Linked DNA regions of Pan troglodytes: region 1 is linked to region 2. Evidence: chromatin contacts called from public HiChIP or PLAC-seq data. All regions are on one chromosome and are shown on one strand. The core of a region is the stretch at or near the end of the contact, and the rest is flanking DNA. Distances in the headings are between cores, read along the strand shown. Region 1 holds the start of ARMC2 (armadillo repeat containing 2). Region 2 holds the start of FOXO3 (forkhead box O3).

The links. HiChIP or PLAC-seq counts read pairs in DNA pulled down with a chosen protein or histone mark.
Region 1: an H3K4me3 HiChIP or PLAC-seq map of stem cell-derived excitatory neurons shows a contact between it and region 2, with 6 times the contacts expected there. The contact joins the promoter of ARMC2 here to the promoter of FOXO3 in region 2. A contact is called at or near these places in 5 of 7 Hi-C or Micro-C datasets (blood, induced pluripotent stem cells, a lymphoblastoid cell line and 1 more), 1 of 1 datasets of contacts at active chromatin or transcription factors (stem cell-derived excitatory neurons) and 1 of 1 other capture datasets (stem cell-derived neural stem cells).

What each region holds. Positions count from the first base shown.
Region 1 is chr5:120,761,135-120,767,055 of NHGRI_mPanTro3-v2.0_pri, forward strand. ARMC2 (armadillo repeat containing 2) reads left to right here and starts at 3,774. Exons shown (of 18, transcript XM_054686854.2): 1 at 3,774-4,355. The coding sequence starts at 4,204.
Region 2 is chr5:120,471,770-120,477,693 of NHGRI_mPanTro3-v2.0_pri, forward strand. It overlaps FOXO3 (forkhead box O3), which reads left to right and starts at 4,465. Exons shown (of 4, transcript XM_016956082.4): 1 at 4,465-4,720; 2 at 5,804-5,924.

The DNA of each region.
Region 1 (5,921 bases), core at 2,524-5,023, 290 kb after region 2:
CTGAACAGAGATCCAGTTTGCTTCAGGTTGTGGCAGCAAAGGGCTCAAAGTGGTCTCCTCCCCTCAAAACCCGAGGGATGAACCTTGATGGATTGAAATCAGTCACAGTAGTGGTAGCCCCATCCATCTCTGCCAGGGCCTGGTATGTCGCCATGTGACACAGCCTGGCCAATAAGATGTAAGGACAAGGTGACCAAGGGGCTTCTGGGAAATGTTTTCCTTCTCAGTGTAGAGATATACATAGAGAGGGCCCTTGCCCTTTCCCAGCTCAGTGCAGCCACCACCATCTTGTGACCATGTGGGGAGACTTGACTGATCTTCCTTGGTCCCTGAGCTGCAGGGCCAATCCTGAAGCAGCCCAGTTCCAGTGATTGTTAAACAAAACAATAAATGTCCTTGGCGTGTAAGCTACTTTTGGTGGAATATTCTGTTATTTGCAGGCAAAAGCTTCCAAAAGATACAGGCATGCTCACTTAGTAATGTCTCATAGGTGAGTTGGACAAAGAATATTGGGTTTCTGATTGTCTTAATTGGTCCCTTTTAACATCCAAGAGTTGTTCAGGATGAAGTAATTCATAGTTACAATCCTACTGACACTGACATACTCCCTGAAAACTAGAACCTCCTCCCTTCCAGTGAAATGCAGGGTCCTTAGAGACTCTGTAATCTACTGGTAATTAAATGGACCCTCATTAATTAGCATTCCTGTCAACAACTTGGCAGCTTGGTGGAGCACGTGGCCTGGGGTGGCAGGGGTGGTACGGGATAATGTACTTAAAGGTAAAGTAATACTTAGGTGTACAGGTCACAGCTGAGGCCTAATAAAGACAGGATTTACATAAACATTTTAGCTGATAAGTTTTAGGACAATTCCACAGTCTCATGTCTATCCAGTTCCATGAAGTTAGTTAATTTTCACTGAATTGTAAATTTCCAGCGAGTTGCATTTTAATGTATTTGTGCCTTTAAATTTGTATGCAAAGATTGCATAGGCTGTCAATTTGATGAACTCCTCACACTATATTGTGTGATATATATAATTAAAGCACCAAGATTCTATATTGACAAAAGCAGAAAGTGTCTTGAAGTGAATATTAGAATTCTAAATTGGCAATTTTCATTCCATGCCAGAAGTATTTCTTCCCCCTGTGAGTCACAGCTCAGTTGTAGTCATAAAAATCACTGGGTGGTGGGGGGGAGTGGGGGGAATTGTGAACATTAAAGAAGTATTTATTTAACCTGTATCTTTTCAAGAATATATCTAATAGGTAAATTAGGATGAGCTATAGATATTAAACAAGAGGTGTATGTGATAGAAACTATGATATAAACTGTAAAATCTACTAGTAGAGTCTGTGGATAAAAAGCATCTATGAGTTCATCATTCTGTTACAATTTTTGCATCTGAGACTGCATAAGATTGTATCATTACCCAATCTCCTGCCTATATAATTCTTGCTTTAATTCAAAATCCAGAAATTCAGAAGCCATTTTCAAGTGAATGTAAAGATTCTTCAGTTCCTCTTGATCCCTATAGCCCCATGCAGCTCTGGGATAAGTGAGAGGAGGAAATAAAGAGCATAGCTTGACACCTTCAGTAGCCTAGAAAGTACCTTTCCATGCTGGGGGCAAAATGCATGTATAATAGCAGCATGGCGTACTGAACTTGGGCATCAAGAATCCCAGATCTCAAGGTCCTTTTACTAGCTATGTGCCTGTGGGCTGATCACTTCACCTCCCTGAACCTCAGTTTTCTTCCATCTCAAATTGAGATACCTACTTTCCAGGCTTATTGTAAACTCCAAATTAGACAAAAGAAGTGAAGTGTTCCAAATAAAAGCAATTTGGAAACCATAAAGTGCTTTATAAATGTTAGATACTTATAATACTTTGTCTTCCTCTTTAATCTCTCTAAAGTATGTGAAACATGTCAACAGTTTTGTTTCTAAAGCAATGCCACTTACAAAACCGATGTGAAATAGCCATCAGGTAACTGTGGAGAAACAGCCAGGTCAGTATAATACGCCACTGCTGTTGACAGCCTAAGTATTTTCTCATATAGCATCCTTCAGTGAGGTAAGTTGGGGAGCTTCATTGCTTCAAATAACTGCTTCCTCTAATTCTGCCCACGTCATTCTTTTCAATTGTGCTAATTTGCCCGGCAGATATTTCCTGGCCAGCTGAGTTGGGTAGCATCAGGTTCCAGTAGCTTGCTTATGGTCTATTTTAGACCAAGATCCTAGGGTGCAAGACCACAGCTAGTAATTGGCTGTACCAGAGGTTTTTAGGTTGATGTTTCCACTGAGATGGTAATTATGTAATCATCAGTTCCAAGTGAGGTGAGGCAGAGTCTCCATAGGGCAGGTTACAAAGAAACCTAAAACCCCCTCAGCCTCTCACCCAGGCTGAGGCTAAAAATAAGGGGTCAGAGAGTGGAAAGGGAAGATGTGTGGGGAAACTTCTTTGGAGAAAGGAGTGTGGGGTGCTATGCCCTTCATCTCAAGCCAGCGAGAGGGGCTTCCCCAGGGGCCTGGGACTGCCAGAGACTGTAGTTAGGTGGCCTGGAGAACTGGAGCCTGACTCACTCCTGGGTAAGCTAAAGCTCCCTCCTATGGCAGCCTAGAAGGGGCTGCACCCAGACAAGCCTGAGCTCTCAGAGTCACTAGGGTGACAGATGTGTAGGGTTCCCCTTGGGACCTATCTAAAGGGGCACTGAAAGGTGGAATAAACCCTGGGTTTTTAGGATTTTCAGAAGCCCCCAGGAGGGAGGTCCCCATCAGTGGGAGACTACAAAGGACCAGGAAAGACCTACATGAGCTGCTTTAACCATAAGCCAGCACAGCAAGCTTGAAGCTGCTCAACTCCAGGAAGAAATGCTCCATCTCCTTCCTTCTCCTCCTCCTCCTCACTGCCAGTTTGATCCAAGCTGGGCCTTAAACAACCTCTAGTGAATAGGGGGGCGGGTGGGGGTCGGGGACAAGCCTAAGCCTAGTGCACCCCTTCAGGGAAGGCCAGCTAGAGACCTTAAGCCTGGGGCTGGAATGGGGGAGGAAGACTTTTTGAAGTTTGATGCATTTGTTTATATCTTGCACCGAACATTATAGTTTTGAAATGAAGCTGTGGTTGAGATTTAGTTACAACAAGACTGTCAGTTATCTAAGAATGAGCAGAAAAATCCAGGGCTGTTTCGGGTCCTAAAATTATCCAATCAACGAATAGGTATTTATTTTCTGTTATGTTTGAAATCCTCTTGAGTATTTTGAAGAATATTTACATTCCTTTAGTTCAGGTTAGTATAATTTCCCACCTGGCACGATGCCTTACACATAGTATGTGCTCAAAAATATTTTCAATTTAATTATTCTTTACAAGATGCTTAGCACCAAGGGAAGTGGCATTTTCCCAATGTTGATGACAAATAGCACTTCAGCTGGAAAATCTCCATATTTATAAAACGTGGTGCAAACCTGAATGAAGAGTGCTTATGATCTCACTTGTATTTAACACTGTACAGTGTTGCTAAATGGTCTAATAGGAGAGAAGGGAATTTAAACTAGAAACACATAAATGGAGTGCTTTTTGCCGTTCAACTGTGATGATGCACGAACAAAAAACGATTGGCCACGGGAGACCTAGACTGGAATCTCCTTCTCCTGCTCACTACACCTCAGGCCCCCAGTTCCTCTCCTGTGGATGGGGACGCCAGGCTGCCTACCTCAGACTCAGAAGGTACGATTACGTGCATACACTCTGCGAACTCTGAAGGGCTCTACAAATGCAAGGGCTTAATAACAGCCAACAGTTTAATATTCGTTGATTGCCACGTGCATAGCGCTTTACATCTATTTTCTCATGCAGTCTTCATAACAGCCCAAGACCTACCTAGGTACTATTATTAATATTTCCTGCCACTTGACATCGGAGGAAACAGAAGCTCAGCAAGTGGCTCCAGGTTATACAGAGCCCTAACCTGAGCCAGTAAATCCTTCTTACCCACAAGCATTAAGCTTCCGTCCTGCCTGCTGTTATTTAACAGAGGTGCTGGGATCCGGCAGGGGAGCAACAAATGTGGTTCGGCAAATTGCTAAACGAAAAGCGGACACCCGCCCACGACGCCTGCTCTGATCTGACCTCCCGGCCTACAGCCCTCTCCAGGCTCCTCCCACCCGCTCCGGCCGTCGCCACGCCTCGGAGCTTCTACGCATGCGTTGGCGGGACCCGCGCAGGCCCAGTGGCCGAGCGGCGTCGTGGGGTTACCCAGCCCGCGCCAGCGCTGCATCCCTGGCCGCCACCCGGGGAGAGCCGGAGGATGAACTGAACCTCGCAGCCGCTGCTATCTCCAGTGCTCATCACAGGTGCTTTGGGTCAGGTCGGAAGCCTCCTTCCCTGAGCCCTCGCCAAGCTCATTCCCCGGCCCGCCTCTCCCGCCCTGCAGCGGCCTGGCCCTGCGGTCTGGCTGCCGGGGCGGCGGCGGGAGGTAGTTTGTGTACGGTTACCATGGAGAAGCTGGCTGCGGGGCGAAGTGGGAGGGTGGCCGGGCGGGGTGAGGATGCTGCTGCGCCCTGCCCTGGCCGGGACCGTGGAGGAGCGGGCACTGCCGTGGGTGGGGGAGCCGCTGTCCGCGCGGGAGGTGAGGTGTCTCCAGCGGCTCCCCGGGGACCCTTCCTGCCGTCGTCCGCCTGTGTGTCCTCGGGGTAGAGAGACGATGAGTGCCCTGTGCATGCTGTCAGGGGTCCGGAGCGGTTGTCTTTTATTTATGTACTGTCGCACTTAGCCAAGTGCGTGGTGCTTAATAAGAAGCCCAGTAATATTTGTTGAATGAGAGTGGTAGACTAAGGGGCTTTGTCTAGGCAGGCGGTGACCGGGCCAGAGTCATACAGTTTATATCTGGGCACTTCCAGGCAACAGGGCCTCAATAAATAAAAATGTATGTGTAACAATATTTAACATACTTTAAAATCATGGAGTGTATACATAATGCCTTTTGTGATCCATTCCCACAAGTAACACAACAGATCTTACGTCCCACCCTGATTTATAATAATTATACTTTAATTTGGTTGAAAAGCAAGCACCATTTATTATATTTATCCTGGTTTCTTAATCTATGGGATTCTGGTTGTTGATGTTGATTTGGCATAGCTGATATTCAATAAAATGCTTAATAAAAATTATCTGTTTTCATAAAGGCAAGTACCACCACCCGCCTTTTAAAAGGAGAAGTACGTAATGTAAATGACGAGTTGATGGGTGCAGCAAACCAACATGGAACATGTATACCTATGTATCAAACCTGTACATTGTGCCCTTGTACCCTAGAACTTAAAGTATAATAATAAAAAAAACTTATGTATAGAAACACTGAACAAACGTCATTCTCTCTTTTGCAATTTCTTTTTTTAAATGTAGTTTTTCATTCGTGGAAATGATTTTGCTGTATCCTTTTATCATGTAGCACTTGGGCAATAATTGTTAACATCTTTAAGGGCCATATTTTAAAATGTTAACATTTTTAAAGCACCGTGCTAACGCACTTTACATGTATTATATCATTTAATTCTTCAAACAATCCTATGGGGCAATTATTATTATTATCCACCTTTTATAGATGAGGAAACTGATGCTTAGAGATATTAGAGGCATTGCCTAAGGTCACATGGCTGTGAATTGTCAGCATTTAAACTCTTACTCCAGCATCTAAGCACTTAACCACTGCCTCTTTGGATGCTCATATTAATACAAAAATGATTCAGAGTTATGGAAGGGTCCTGAGTATTTGATTTGCAGGGAAGACTGTGAAGCTGGCCTGCTTTTCCCCTGTTGCAGACATCCTGGTAGTGCAGTGTTGCATTTAGCAAGAAGGCTCTGGTTCCAGTGGCTATTAGCAGCAACGATAAAGACAGGTCTTTATAATTAGTTAT
Region 2 (5,924 bases), core at 3,215-5,714:
TTACCAAAACAGAGAATTCTTCCCAATTTCTCTTCTATCCAATTCCATTTCAGGTAAATGTTCACTCTTTTTTGGAACCCCGGCTTTTTTTTACCCTGCAAGCATACATACTTGCCCTCCAAATGCATCATCGTAACAACCTAGGGGACGCTTTGCCAGGGTTTGTCATGCCAAGGGAAGAAAGGGAAAGAGAGAGGACAGGAGCTGCAGATACTTGTGGAGAGCGTGGTGATGAAACCTGTCTGGAATGATGCCCCAAAGGGCGAGCCACAGCTCATAGCTGTTTGGTACACGGTGTTCAATAAAGACACACTGCATGAGAGTAATTTGCTGAGGAGAGGGTAAGCAGAGAAAGGGTCTAATGAGGGTGTCAGACATAGACTGGGGAGCAGCTATATCAGATGGGTCACATACTCGTTAGGAACCTCATCCTACTGGCTTCCTGTCTTCATTGAGATGGACACAGAAGCCAACCCAAGAGGAAAATGTGCACTTGCTGAAGGGCAGTAGGCTCAGTTCCTAGAACGTGGGCTCTGGGGTCAGAGGGAGGCTCCAGCTGGCCTAGGTACAAGGAGAACTGGGCTAGCACACAAGTGCTGAGTGAGTGGTGTTTCCTCAGAGGGAGAGCCCTGGTCTCTACCACGAATCCCCTCACAACTAGGTGTTTGAAATGGTGATTTTACCCAGCTTACTTAGGTAAACATCTTAAATTTTGTCCCTCCAGTGACTGGATTTGCAAAATAGAGTGAACAATCACCACCTTAAATTATTAATAGAAATAAATAGGATATAAAATTGTTCAATAAGAGGTGGGAAAAGTTTTGACCAAAAATTCTGCCTTGAAGGGAATGCTGGCATTTCCTCTCAATTAACAACCATAACTTCTGGTAGGAAGAAATGGAGAAGGAACAAGGAGGCCTACAAGAGGAAGGCAAAGGTCGAGGCAATTTGTGGCTAAAAGAGAACAGTCTCTGAGATTCAACCTCTTAGTTCTCAAAGGTTTGCCCATATGCACAAATTACAAGGGTAAGGTGCACATTTACAAAGCTGCAAGTTTATAGTCACTTCCAACTGAAGCTTTTTGATCTTCAATTCACTTGAAACTTACCCAACACTCTATGTATGACCTCTTGTATTTGTCTTCTACTGTTTTTTTTTTTTTTTTTTTTTTCCTTTGTGGTGAGGGAGGGAGGACAGGGCCTCACTCTGTCACCCACGCTGCAGTGCAGTGGTACAATCATGGCTCATTGCAGCCTGGACCTCCTGGGACCAAGCGATCCATCCTTACACCTCGGCCTCCCATAGCTAGGACTTCTTGTATTTTTTGTAGACACCTGGGTTTCGTCATGTTGTCTAGGCTGGTCTTGAACTCCTGGGCTCAAGGCATCCTCCTGCCTTGGGCTCCCAAAGTGCTGGGATTACAGGTGTGAGCCACTGCACCCGGCCTTCTACTATTTTTAAACTTGCAATATTTCTTTTTAACATGTTTTATACCCCCAAGTAACATGTCTTATACCCTCAAGTAAGCTCTTTGAGGGAAATGGCTTTATCATGTGCCTGCCCCCCCATTCCTCACTGTGAAGTGAAGCTCACAAGGCTCTGTTAATCCACTGAATCTTTGACTCCTCCACTCTTTTGGAATGCCCCTGGGATATGTGTTCTGTAAATGGACACTCAACATGTTTATAGTGAAAATCTAATGGCCGAGAGCCCAGCCACTGTAAACACATTCTTTCTACTTTTGCAGGTCTGCACTCTAATGACAAAAGATTGCTTAGATTTAGAGAAGAAAACGTGTGGATTTCTTCTACAGTGTTACAAGTATTTAAAGCCAGCAACGAAAATTCTTGGAATTTTATGCTGCATCACGATGCGTGGCCCTGGGTGATCTAGCCTCCCAGTTCTTCGTGCAAAACTGAATACCAGCTTTTAACCACCACCATACCCAACCCGCACCCCAAGCACTGGCACTTGAAGCCGAGTTGTGGTCGTACATCACCATCCACACTCCCAGGCTGTAAACCCAATGCAAACCCGGGGCTTCTCAGTGGGACAGGCCTACAAGGAGAGGAGAGGTGCCTCGTGAGGAGGAGCCACCGCAGTAAGCAGTCAGAGCCCCCTTCCCCAGACTTCCCCTTCCAAGGGCAACCCGAAATAGCAGAAACGCTTTTATATGTGGGCAGAGCCGCATGCCCACGAGACAGGCACATGTGGACTGCGGGCATTCGGTACAAGGAAGCGAGGACACAGAGTACGTAGGGTGCTGAGGGTCCACCTCGCGGCCAAAGTATGTGTGCCAGTGAGTGTGTGCGCTTGTGAGATCTGCTCTAGAAACCGTGGCCGCGGACTGGCGCGGCCTCCTGGGCGAAGCACAAACAGGAGGCTTTGTTCCCTGAATGTGAGAATGAGGGAGCCGAGCTGGGCGCAAAGACGGCGGCGTTCCGCGGCGGGAAACCGTCGTCTCCGCCGCGGCTCGGGCAGCGCGCGAAACTCTCAATCAGGTTCCCCGGCCCGGGCCGCCGGCTATGCCAGCGGCGCGCAGTGGGGACAGCCTGGCTGTCTCGCGAGCAGCGCCCGGAGAGGCCGCGCCGCGGGCCCCGCCGCGTCCCTCCGCCAGCGCGGGCGGCCCCACGCGCCCGCCACTCGGCAGCGCAGCCAGCGCCACATTCCATTTAAAAATAACACCCACGTGCGCTGGTAAACAAGCGCGCGCGGCTACCAGGGCCGCGCGCCCCGGCCCAGTGTGTGCGGCGCGCGCCCGCCCTCCTCCCGCACGTGTCGGCCGGCGCCGCTCAGTCCCCGCCCCCTCGGCGGGTCGCGCTCCGCCCCCGAGCCCCCAGCCCCGCCGCTCCGGGCCCTAGCGCCCCCTACCCCGCCAGGCGCGCCCAGTCGAGTGCGCTGCAACTTTCCGCCCCCGACGCCTCCTCTTCGCTGGCAGACCCACCGCCCCAAGTCGGCTGCCTTCCTCCCGTCCGCTGTCCTCTCGCGTCCCCCCTTGAACCCTCCCACCGCCAGCGCGCGAAGGATTGGTTTCTAGTGCGCCCTCTCCCTTTTTCCCTCTCCTCTCTCTCCTTCCTTAGAATTTTACTCGATTGTTTATTATTTGCTGGGGGGCGGGGGCGGGGGGGCGGAGAGGGGCGTCTGGGGCCTGGAGACTGGTGGCCGCGGCCAGTCAGCGCGCGGCGTGCCTTGACGAGTAAGCGGCGCAGCGAATGGCGACGCGGCGGAGAGCTCCGGGGTCACGCGCGTGTGGATACGATGACATCATCTGTTTGTACGCGTCGAACTAGCTTGGTGCAGGGGCGGGGCCGCGCGTCACTTGAGTGACGGGCGCTGCGCAAAGCCCGGAGCCCGGAGGCGGCTGGGCGGGCTGGCTCTTGCGTACGCTGGGCTGGACCTTTTTGTGTATGGGGTCGTTGAGAAGCCCGCTTCTACACTCTGAGCTATCTCCGGTGACTTACAAGGATTTTTAAAAAAATATATTTATGAACTAGTGTGTAGACTTTTGGTGTGCATGTCGCGTGTGGTGCATTCGTAGAGTACAAATAAACGATTTGGGGCACGGATCGTAGAATAAGGACTTGTGCAGATGTTTTTCGTTTAACCTAAAGGATACGTCTTTTTTTAAAAGTCAAAAATGCCCACGTAGCGGTTTTGTCGTCATTTACAAATTAGATTAAAATTATTTCCCCTTCTCAGTTGTTCGGAATCTGCTCTTGAATGTAGGACGGGGGTAAATTTGCATTTCTTCCGGAGTTAGTTACACCTCTCCCCCGTTTGCCATGAAACCCATGAAAAGTGAAACACGACTGTGGTCCACCGTCCGAGGTGAGAGACTCAGTGCAAACCTTTTGGTGCCTGATCGAAATCTGTGAGCATCAGCTTATCGAAGTTCTGCAGGCACCAACATCTTCGCCGTTCAGTATTTCCACACCGCGATAACCCTGCCCATCTTGCGGCCAGCATCTTATCTCGGGTGTTACCTGGTGTCGCGTTCTAACAGGGAACCGGACACCGGGGCTGGCCCAGAGCCCGGCGGGCGGACGCGCAGGCCAGGGACCCCCTGGTACCAGGCGCCCTGCCCGGAGTCAGGGAGGCCACGCCGCTGCGCTCCTTGGAGCGTAGGAGGCTGTGCGCTCCTGCCGCTCCCCCTTCTCCCTCCTCTCCCTCCTCTCCCTCCTCTCCCCCCTTCTTCCTCCTCTCCTCCCTTCTCCCCCCTCTCCCGGGCCAGCGCCGCGCTTTGTTGTCGTTGAGGCTCTCGGGAGGGAGGAGGAGCCCAGCGGGGACAGCAGCGGGAGCCCGCCGAGTCCCGGCCCACGGCGCGCGCCCGGACACCCACGCCCGCAGCCCCGCGGAGCCGGGCCGCGCAGGCGCGCGCGAGCTCACACACGCGCACTCACACACGCACGCCCGCCGCGCGCCCGGCCCGCCGCCCAGCCCTCCCCCTGGGCGGGGACCCGCCCGCCGTCAGCCTAGGTTGAGGCGCCCTGCGTGTGTCTATAACTTTGTGCTGCTGCCGCGGCCGCCCTGCTCGTGGAAGGGAGGAGGAGGAATGTGGAAGGCGGCGGCGCGCGAGCTGACAGGCGGTTCCTCGGGCGGGCTGCGGCGACGGCCCGAGCGCTTCTCCTTCGCCGAGGTTGCGCGCCCCCTCCTCGCCGTGCCCCGGGCCCGCGCGGGATCGTGCGTCGTCCCGCCGCGTCCCTGAAGGGAAGGAAGCGAGGTAGGCGCCGGAGCCGTGCAGCGGGCGGCCGCCTTCCCGGTGACTCCGGATCTGCTTCCGAGCTGGGCCGGGCGCTTCCCTTTCCCCTCCCTGAGCCGCGGTGTGCGCGCCCCCCTTCTCGCCCGCTAGTGTTTTTAAAGGACTCAGGGGAAGGGGGAAACTGTCAAGATGGCAGCAGCGGGAGCAAGGAGGTGATGAACGTGCTGGTCCGGGTTTTCTAGCAGCCCGGGAGACTTGGCGCTTCCCGACCTGTTGGAAGATTTATGTTCCGACTCGCTCCCTCCCCCGGATCCCGACTGGGAAGGGGGCGGAGGGGACGACGTCCGCGAGAATGCAAACCACACAAAACCCCGAAGTGGCCGTCCCCGCCGGGCTCGAACCTCTGCGAACACCCGCTGGGCTGCTGCTCCCCCTTCTTTCTGTCTTTCCTTTATTTTTTGGAAGTGACAAGGGCCCATCTGCGCCCAGACCCCCGTTCGCCCTCTGGCCCGCGGGCGAAGAGGGGAGAGGGAGCTGCCCGCGCAGTCCCCGGGCTCGGGCCATTCGACCGGGTGGGGGGTGACGGGGGGTCGTGGGGGGTCGCGGAGGCGGCCGGGCCGGGATAAGGGGAGAAGAGCCGAAGACAGCACAGACTTGAGCGGCGGCGCCGCGGGAGGCACTAGAGCGGGCCCGAGCGAAACATAAACAAACGCACGCACACCCGAGCTCGGGCTCTGACCGCGGCTCGGCTGCGCCAGCTCCGGCCGCTGCCCGCTTTAAAGGCGCGGCCGCCCCTCCCCCGGGCGCCCCTCCCCCTTCTCCCCGCCCCGCCGCCTAGCCCGGGAGGGACCTGCGGCTGGGCGGCGGGGGGAGGGGGCTGCCCCGCGCGAGGCCGTCGATTCGCTCGCGGCTCCCTCGCGGCCTGGCCGGGGGGCGGTGTCTGCTGCGCCAGGTTCGCTGGCCGCACGTCTTCAGGTCCTCCTGTTCCTGGGAGGCGGGCGCGGCAGGACTGGGAGGTGGCGGCAGCGGGCGAGGACTCGCCGAGGACGGGGCTCCGGCCCGGGATAACCAACTCTCCTTCTCTCTTCTCTCGTGCTTCCCCAGGCGGCGGCGGCGGCGCCCGGGAGCCGGAGCCTTCGCGGCGTCCACGTCCCTCCCCCGCTGCACCCCGCCCCGGCGCGAGAGGAGAGCGCGAGAGCCCCAGCCGCGGGCGGGCGGGCGGCGA